2 separate regions of the Zea mays genome follow, and region 1 is linked to region 2. The links are chromatin contacts, called in public Hi-C maps. All regions are on one chromosome and are shown on one strand. The core of a region is the stretch at or near the end of the contact, and the rest is flanking DNA. Distances in the headings are between cores, read along the strand shown.

The links. A called contact is a pair of places that touch in the nucleus more often than the background predicts.
Region 1: a contact with region 2 is called in a Hi-C map of leaf, with 8 times the contacts expected there. The contact joins the promoter of LOC103647487 here to the promoter of LOC542522 in region 2. A contact is called at or near these places in 11 of 25 Hi-C or Micro-C datasets (bundle sheath, ear, endosperm and 3 more) and 2 of 3 datasets of contacts at active chromatin or transcription factors (leaf and seedling).

Annotation. Positions count from the first base shown.
Region 1 is chr2:191,555,030-191,559,196 of Zm-B73-REFERENCE-NAM-5.0, forward strand. It overlaps LOC103647487, which reads left to right and starts at 2,752. Exons shown (of 9, transcript XM_035965418.1): 1 at 2,752-3,153; 2 at 3,258-3,802; 3 at 3,929-4,167. The coding sequence starts at 3,142.
Region 2 is chr2:191,383,953-191,388,319 of Zm-B73-REFERENCE-NAM-5.0, forward strand. It overlaps LOC542522 (alpha-amylase), which reads left to right and starts at 1,532. Exons shown (of 3, transcript NM_001112069.2): 1 at 1,532-1,700; 2 at 1,824-2,762; 3 at 2,849-3,361. The coding sequence starts at 1,602. The coding sequence ends at 3,130.

The DNA of each region.
Region 1 (4,167 bases), core at 1,502-4,001, 170 kb after region 2:
GCATCCCACAGCTCTTTCCCTGTGGGAAGGATGATATAGCTTTTCTGGAATTTTGTATCCAGTGCGCTAATTACTGCTCCTCGAAAGAGGTTGTCTTCAGCCTTAAACTTAGCCTCATCCTCAGGAGGTAAGTTGGCAGGCTTGCCCTCAGCGGCATGAAAACAAGACATTGCAGTTAGCCACAATTCCATTTTAGCTTTCCATATCAAGAAGTTTTTACCATCAAAAGGATCAGGCTTTAGCACAGCAGCAAAACCTCTGACAGAAAAATGCCTAACATTAGGTTTTTGGATTGTTAGAATTATAGGCATTTTCCGTATTATTTTAATTCCATAAATTAACATTATGATGATGACATATAATAAATAATTAACCATAGAAATCGTGATCTTAAATTGATCCATACCAATATGAATCAAGAGAACATAAAGCATGTGAATTATATAAATCATATAAATACGATAAACATGTATACTGACTGAACAAATGAAAATAAACAGATAGAAACATAAATAGCATGACTGTAAAATTAAAACAGATAGATCTATCATATTATAATAAGACATAACAGATAAGATAAAATCATTCGTAAATATGAAACAGCATAGATGAATATATGAAACATATATAATCTCCAGAACACAAAACAGTAAGTAAATAAACTGATCATACCCTCCTATGCGCTCTGATGATCCAGATCCTTGACCAGCTTCCTTTGTCATGTTGAAGATGTTTTGGGCAGTCGCGTAGACGCTCCCCAAAAACCTAATTGCCGATCCCCCGTACAAGGTCTCAAACGGCACCGGCTTCGGAGGCACCTGCCCTCTCGCTTCTCTGTGCGCGCAGAGTCACGAGATGGAAATATCCTCACTCGGGCGGCTGGACTGTGAGACTGAAAGTGTTTCTCGCGTGTACCGAGTGACAGGGGTGCGCCTCTATTTAACCTCTCGCAGAGGGAAGTTGAAGGAGAAAGATCGCCGAGTCACGCCAAGAGTCGGCCAGCTCTTGCCGAGTCATGCCATGAGTCTGACGTACGCGGTTAGTGAGTGCTAAACGCCCCGCCCCGCCCGGCCCGGCCGGCGGCGGCGCGCGCGCGCGTGTGGCACGCCCCCTGTCCATTTCTTGACTTCTCAAGTTAAGTGGAATAAATCCCACCATATAAGTCAAGGCAAAAGACCCTTGGACTTCCAATGTGGTAATATTGGTATTCTCCACTATTATACATTTTAGAGTTTATTCAATAAATGAGCCAAACCCATAAAAGATCCAACAAGAAGTACCAAGATGGCAACAAAATAGGATCACATGTTACATCAAGGAACGCTATATCCAGTCTCGTTGATACCGGCGCCACGTACAGCTCAATAGCGAGCGCAACCATTGATGACAACGCTTATAAAATGTACACCAAAAGTTCTAGTTGGCGCGGCGTGGAACGGGACTGCGACGACGGCCAACGTGTGTGTGGTGGCTTCATGGCTTGAAAACGGTTGGTTGAAAACGGTCGGAAACAATTGATAGACAATAAAACCATTTTCGTTTTCATATTTTCCTAGGAAAGAGATCGAAAACGGAAACTCCGGAAACAAAAACGACATCAATAATTCGGAAACAAAAGTTTCGTACGAAAATTACGCCGGTTACGATCGAAATCTAAAATTTGATATGTAAAAATTGTAATATATACCCTCAATTGACTTCAAAAATTCACGCAAGTCATACATTCATATAAAATTAGTAATAATATATAAGGTAGGAGGTCACAATAAATATATAAAGTAAGAAGTCATACAATAATAAAAACATTATTATGTATTTAAATAAAGTAGAATCAAGATGTGTATAATGATACGGCACTTACATTCTATTTGTACTCTTACTACTTGGCATAGGCAATATAATTAGTGTCCTCTTGGTCCTTCTTAAGTTCTCGTGCAAATTATAAATATATGTATAAACAGTAATAACATGTAAGAAAATATAAATAAGATTTATAAAAATTTTAAACGATTCTAAATTATATACCATTAGATAGATCTTGATTTTCGGAAAATAATAAAATTAGTTTCATATTTTTCTAAGCTAAGATGAATTTATAAAGATCAGTTCAGATTTAATATTTTTCTAAAAAGTACCGAATTTATTAACTACGGTAAAATACAAATAAAATCGGTAATTTTCGAAAACGGTCGGAAGAGACCAAACCGTTTCCGATTCAGATTTCGATTTTTTCTACTCATTCTGCTTCCATATTTTCGATAACCGTTTCCGTTTCCGTTTAGACCTTAATTTCGATAAAATTTCGAAAACGATTTCCAGTATTCGAAAATTTCCGTTTCTGTTTTCGTCCAAGCACGTCCGGCGCGGGGTTCCGTCAGGGTGATCGATCAAAAGCAATCATGAACTGATTCTGGCGCTACCGCCGATTCAGCTGGGCTGGCGTTGGGCTGGTCTGGCGCAAGCAAGGAACAAACGCCCACCACGTCCGCGTGGAAGGCGAGACGCAACGAATAATGCACGCATCCAAGCATGATCGAGCATTCGAGCTCGAGAGCGCCCGCTGCACGCATGCATGACCCGGCCTCCTCTCTCTCCTGCCCGCGCCAAATGCTTTCCATCCCTCCAAGCAAACCCAAACGGCATCTCGTTCTCGTATACCTCGTCAAAAAATATTTATTAGGAGGCAGTTCCGTTCTTCCGCAGCCAACCGCTGTAGACTTTCGAAATCAATTATTTGTCCCCTAACGAACCGCGAACAGTACGAGACTTGGAACTGGTCCGGCGTGTCATGAGGGACGTGTGCGTGCACCAACCACTGCAGAGCTTCAAAATCAATTCCTGAACTAGCTGCTGCCGCCCGGGCAAAACAAAGCGAAACTGCCAAAACAAAACAAAAGTCGCGAGCCGCCGGCAACAGCAGCTGTCCGTCCGAGTCTTCGCTTCGCTTCGCTTCCATTTCGTCGCCGTTGCACCTCCCATAGTAATAGTCCCCCATTCAATCCGCTCGGTCCAAATCCACGTCTTTTGTCGTGGGGTGGTGTCTGGCATTGCATTATTGGAGGATCGAAACCATCGCCACCGCACCAATGATCCCCTTCTCCGTCCTCGCCGGCGCCCTCGTCTTGCTCGTCGGCGTCGCCGATGCCCTGCCCGGTGAACCTTCCATCATCACTTCCGCCACTGCTATTCTCTCGTTCCCTCCTGCTGCGTAGGTCCCTGACCGAGTTGGCTCGCTCGGCTCGCGCGCAGGGTACCAGATAAGCTGCGGCGCGACGTCGGACAAGGTCGCGGGGAACGTGACATGGGTCGCCGACGGGGCGTTCATCCACGCCGGCAAGGTGGCGGAGCTGGACTCCCCGGGCGTCATGCCGATGCTCTCCTCGCTCAGGTACTTCCCGCCGGACGCGTCGTCCGCCGCCAAGTACTGCTACGCGGTCCCGGCGGCGATGCACGCCAGGTACCTGGTCCGCACGACGTACTACTACGGCGGGTTCGACGGCGGCGGGGCGCCGCCGGTGTTCGACCAGATCATCGACGGCACGCGGTGGAGCGCGGTGGACACGGCGGGGGGCTACGCCCGCGGGCTCGCCACGTACTACGAGGCCGTGGTGGAGGCCGCGGGGAAGGAGCTCAGCGTCTGCCTCGCCAGGAGCGCCGCCACCGCGCCCGGCCGGAGCCCCTTCATCTCCGCGCTCGAGGTGGTGCCGCTCGAGGAGTCCGTGTACAGCGCCGTCAACTTCACCGCCTACGCGCTGAGCACCGTCGCGCGCCACAGCTTCGGCCACAACGGCTCCATCATCGGGTAATTAAGCTAAAACAACCGGCCGGCGGGCGGGCGGGCGGGTGTCTCGCCTCGCCTAGAACGAACGAAGATTACGGCCAACTGACTGACCATGTCGATGGTGCGTGCGAAATGTGTGCGATCCAGCTATCCAGACGATCGGTTCAACCGATACTGGGAGCCGTACAGCGACGGGGGCATCCCGGTGGTGGAGAGCCAGGCGAGCGTGGCGACGGAGGCGTTCTGGAACAAGCCTCCGGAGGCCGTGTTCCGGCGAGGCCTGACGGCGAGCAGAGACAAGAGCCTGGAGCTCCAGTGGCCGCCGGCGCCGCTGCCGGCCGCGAGCTACTACCTGGCGCTCTACTTCCAGGACAACCGGGGGCCGA
Region 2 (4,367 bases), core at 282-2,781:
TCATCAGCATTGGTGGGACTTGGGGATCTACAAATGAATAACCCACGTTGTCATCTCAGGGATATCAGTCCATGGATGACAAGACGTTGTCACACGTCGCACAACCACATGAAGTCTTTGAGACGGGCAACATGGAGGACGGGCAAGGCCGCGTCGATGTGAAGGACGGACGAGGTTAGAGAGGACGAGCGCAACCAAGGAAGATAGCATAGGCCACGTCAGTGGCGGATCCAGAAACAGATCATGAGGGGGCTACGAAACTAAAGCTATAAAATTCTTTTAAAAAACAATCTAATTGATGTTAATATAACACAATTAGCAAGATAAAACTTAAATACTCAAAAGGCATGTAGCCTAAATAAGTCGGCACGAATTCTACAAATATAATAATAAATAATCAATACATATCGTTCTGATTCTTGATAAGGAATATATCCATCCTATCCCTATAAACATAAAATTTAATTTTATCAACTAACCTACTAACCTAGCAGATAATTGATTAAACCAAAATACCAAATAATCTCACCTTCTTATTTAGCACAGTAGCTCTAGCAGCCCCAGGCACATAGCAAACTAGCAGCAGAAGCAGTGCAACCGGATTCATTGGTTCACTTTTCATCAATCAGCAGGGACAAGGAGGCTTCACGAGGTGTATAGCATGCTCACACATGACGCCTCCACACTCCACTTCACGGAGCAGCCAACAAGCACCGAGCAGGCGAGCAGCCAGTGGGGGAGGCGACACCTGATTGAGTCCTGATCCCTGATGGAGTGAGGGAGCGGGACTGAGGACAGCGGCCGGTGTGGGGGAGGACAGGAGGAGCCGAGGGCGCAGGCTACACTGCCGATGTGCCGCAACGCGTGCGGGAGGAGCCATGGGCGCAGCGCGGACGTGCAGTGCGGAGGGATGAAGAGCGGCCAGCAGCGGCTGGGCGCGTGTGAAGAGGTGATGTGAGAATCTGACCTAGCTTTTTAGATTTTTATGGGTCAAATTTACTATATATCAATGTTTCTAATGGACCACGATCGGGGCTGCAGCCTGGACAGCCCCGATCGCACATCCACCCCTGGCCCAGGTCATAATTGTCAGCCAGAAAGAAGATACATAAAAGAGATGACAAATATATCTCACATACCATTTTTTTAATAAGATTAAATAGCAAGGGATTTTCTCTACATAGATCTCTTCTATTTTCTTTGTTACCAAATCAGCTTTGAAGGTGCACCAACGGAAAATCTGTTCGCCGCGTCCATGACTCCCAGTCCCTGGTCCCTGCACGTCTGCACTGTACCGGCAACCCCATCCCCATGCACAACACGGCTCAGACCCCACGTACCTTTTTATCCCCCTCTTTAATGTGCCACGATAGCATTACACTTTCCGCCATCATCCATATGTCGTCGCTCTCGTTAGAAGCAACGGAGCTTATCCATCGTTAGTCCGTTACAACGATCCGCCGGCGCCAAACGACCGCCGGATCCAATATAAATACCCTTGCACAGGCATGGTGATCGACACACAGCCAAAGTACAAGACTCACTTGCATTTTTGGCACACCAGCACAGAAGAAGAAAAAAAAAACAGGCACTGAGCTGAGATGGCGAAGCACTTGGCTGCCATGTGCAGGTGCAGCCTCCTAGTGCTTGTACTGCTCTGCTTGGGCTCCCAGCTGGCCCAATCCCAGGTCCTCTTCCAGGTACCTGCGCAGCGTCCTCGTCTCTTCCCGGCCGATCGCTCAACATTAATCAGGCGTGCTAGATAGCACAAGTCTGGATTTAATTTTGATGCTGATATATATATGCTGCGTGTCTGCGTGCAGGGGTTCAACTGGGAGTCGTGGAAGAAGCAAGGTGGGTGGTACAACTACCTCCTGGGGCGGGTGGACGACATCGCCGCGACGGGGGCCACGCACGTCTGGCTCCCGCCGCCGTCGCACTCGGTGGCGCCGCAGGGGTACATGCCCGGCCGGCTCTACGACCTGGACGCGTCCAAGTACGGCACCCACGCGGAGCTCAAGTCGCTCACCGCGGCGTTCCACGCCAAGGGCGTCCAGTGCGTCGCCGACGTCGTGATCAACCACCGCTGCGCCGACTACAAGGACGGCCGCGGCATCTACTGCGTCTTCGAGGGCGGCACGCCCGACAGCCGCCTCGACTGGGGCCCCGACATGATCTGCAGCGACGACACGCAGTACTCCAACGGGCGCGGGCACCGCGACACGGGGGCCGACTTCGCCGCCGCGCCCGACATCGACCACCTCAACCCGCGCGTGCAGCAGGAGCTCTCGGACTGGCTCAACTGGCTCAAGTCCGACCTCGGCTTCGACGGCTGGCGCCTCGACTTCGCCAAGGGCTACTCCGCCGCCGTCGCCAAGGTGTACGTCGACAGCACCGCCCCCACCTTCGTCGTCGCCGAGATATGGAGCTCCCTCCACTACGACGGCAACGGCGAGCCGTCCAGCAACCAGGACGCCGACAGGCAGGAGCTGGTCAACTGGGCGCAGGCGGTGGGCGGCCCCGCCGCGGCGTTCGACTTCACCACCAAGGGCGTGCTGCAGGCGGCCGTCCAGGGCGAGCTGTGGCGCATGAAGGACGGCAACGGCAAGGCGCCCGGGATGATCGGCTGGCTGCCGGAGAAGGCCGTCACGTTCGTCGACAACCACGACACCGGCTCCACGCAGAACTCGTGGCCATTCCCCTCCGACAAGGTCATGCAGGGCTACGCCTATATCCTCACGCACCCAGGAACTCCATGCATCGTAAGTCCCCAACCGGGTCGGTCCATCACCAAATCCAGAATCCTGGCCGACACACTGACACTCTTGTCCTTGCATCTGTAATTCAGTTCTACGACCACGTTTTCGACTGGAACCTGAAGCAGGAGATCAGCGCGCTGTCTGCGGTGAGGTCAAGAAACGGGATCCACCCGGGGAGCGAGCTGAACATCCTCGCCGCCGACGGGGATCTCTACGTCGCCAAGATTGACGACAAGGTCATCGTGAAGATCGGGTCACGGTACGACGTCGGGAACCTGATCCCCTCAGACTTCCACGCCGTTGCCCATGGCAACAACTACTGCGTTTGGGAGAAGCACGGTCTGAGAGTTCCAGCGGGGCGGCACCACTAGACTAGACTAGACCCATATTCCGCCCAACTCCTACAGATAATTCTCTTTTCAGGTCCATTTTGAACCTGGAAAAGAAATTTAAGAGAGGCTAAATAACCGGAATACGATTGTACTGAGCTTCTTTCAGCTAATTATTGAAAGAAGATTATAATGTTTGGATGTACTATTAATTATGTTGGCATGGGGATTTTTGTAACCTCTTAAAACGAGGAAATAAAGACTGTTCTTATTAAGCTGAACTCCCGCTGACGTTAAGCTAGAGAAACTCCTTCCATAATTAACTTGCTAAACCAGTAAGTTTAGCAAGTTTACAAAACAAGTGGCAACCTCAAATTTATTTCTCTCCTAATAGTTTCACTTTCTAAACATTTCTGGAGTGAAAATTCTAAACCATCTCTAATCAACCAAATCTCGCCATTTATCGTATTCTGACTTGAAACTATATATTATTTCTTACATTACTCATGTGTCTAGTTTACTTTGATCCAGTTCCCTTGACTATAAATATATATGATGAGTTGAAGAGGATATTTGATAACTTCTTATTTCTAGGAGCTTTTTTTATATCAAACTGTTCAATATAATTTTTTCCTAAAAATGGAAACAGAGAGTTGTTTTGCAAAACTTCTAGACCACTCGAGTCTTTCTAAGGGGGTGTTTGGTTTTTAGGGACTAATTTTTAGTCCCTCCACTTAATTCCATTTTAGTCCCTAAATTACTAAATATAGAAACTAAAACTCTATTTTAGTTTCCCTATTTAACAATTTATGAACTAAAATGAAATTAAGTGGAGGGACTAAAGTTTAGTCCATATAAACCAAACACTCCCTAAAGCTCAAAGTTCAAATCATCATTTAGAGTCATTTCGCTTTCTATATCTTTACTCTTCAATAAATTTCCTAGATATTATTGTAGGCACTCTAGAGAGCCATTCTTGTTTTCGATATTTCACTAGTGAGAAATCTAAAATAACAATAGATATAATTAAATAACCAAATAAACAAGTTAATGGAAGGTATTTTTTTTTTACCAAAATCTCTTAAAATGTCTTCAGTGGATCGTGTAAAATAGGAGACGAGTAACTGTAGATGACATTGAGAGTGATGCTTGAAATAGAGGATGAGATAAAGAAAAATATATGAGATCTACTACAGATGGCCGAACCCTGCCACCAAAATCTTGGTATTCAAGAAAAGTTTGTCAATAATATAATGTTTGGATTGCACCAATGCCAAAA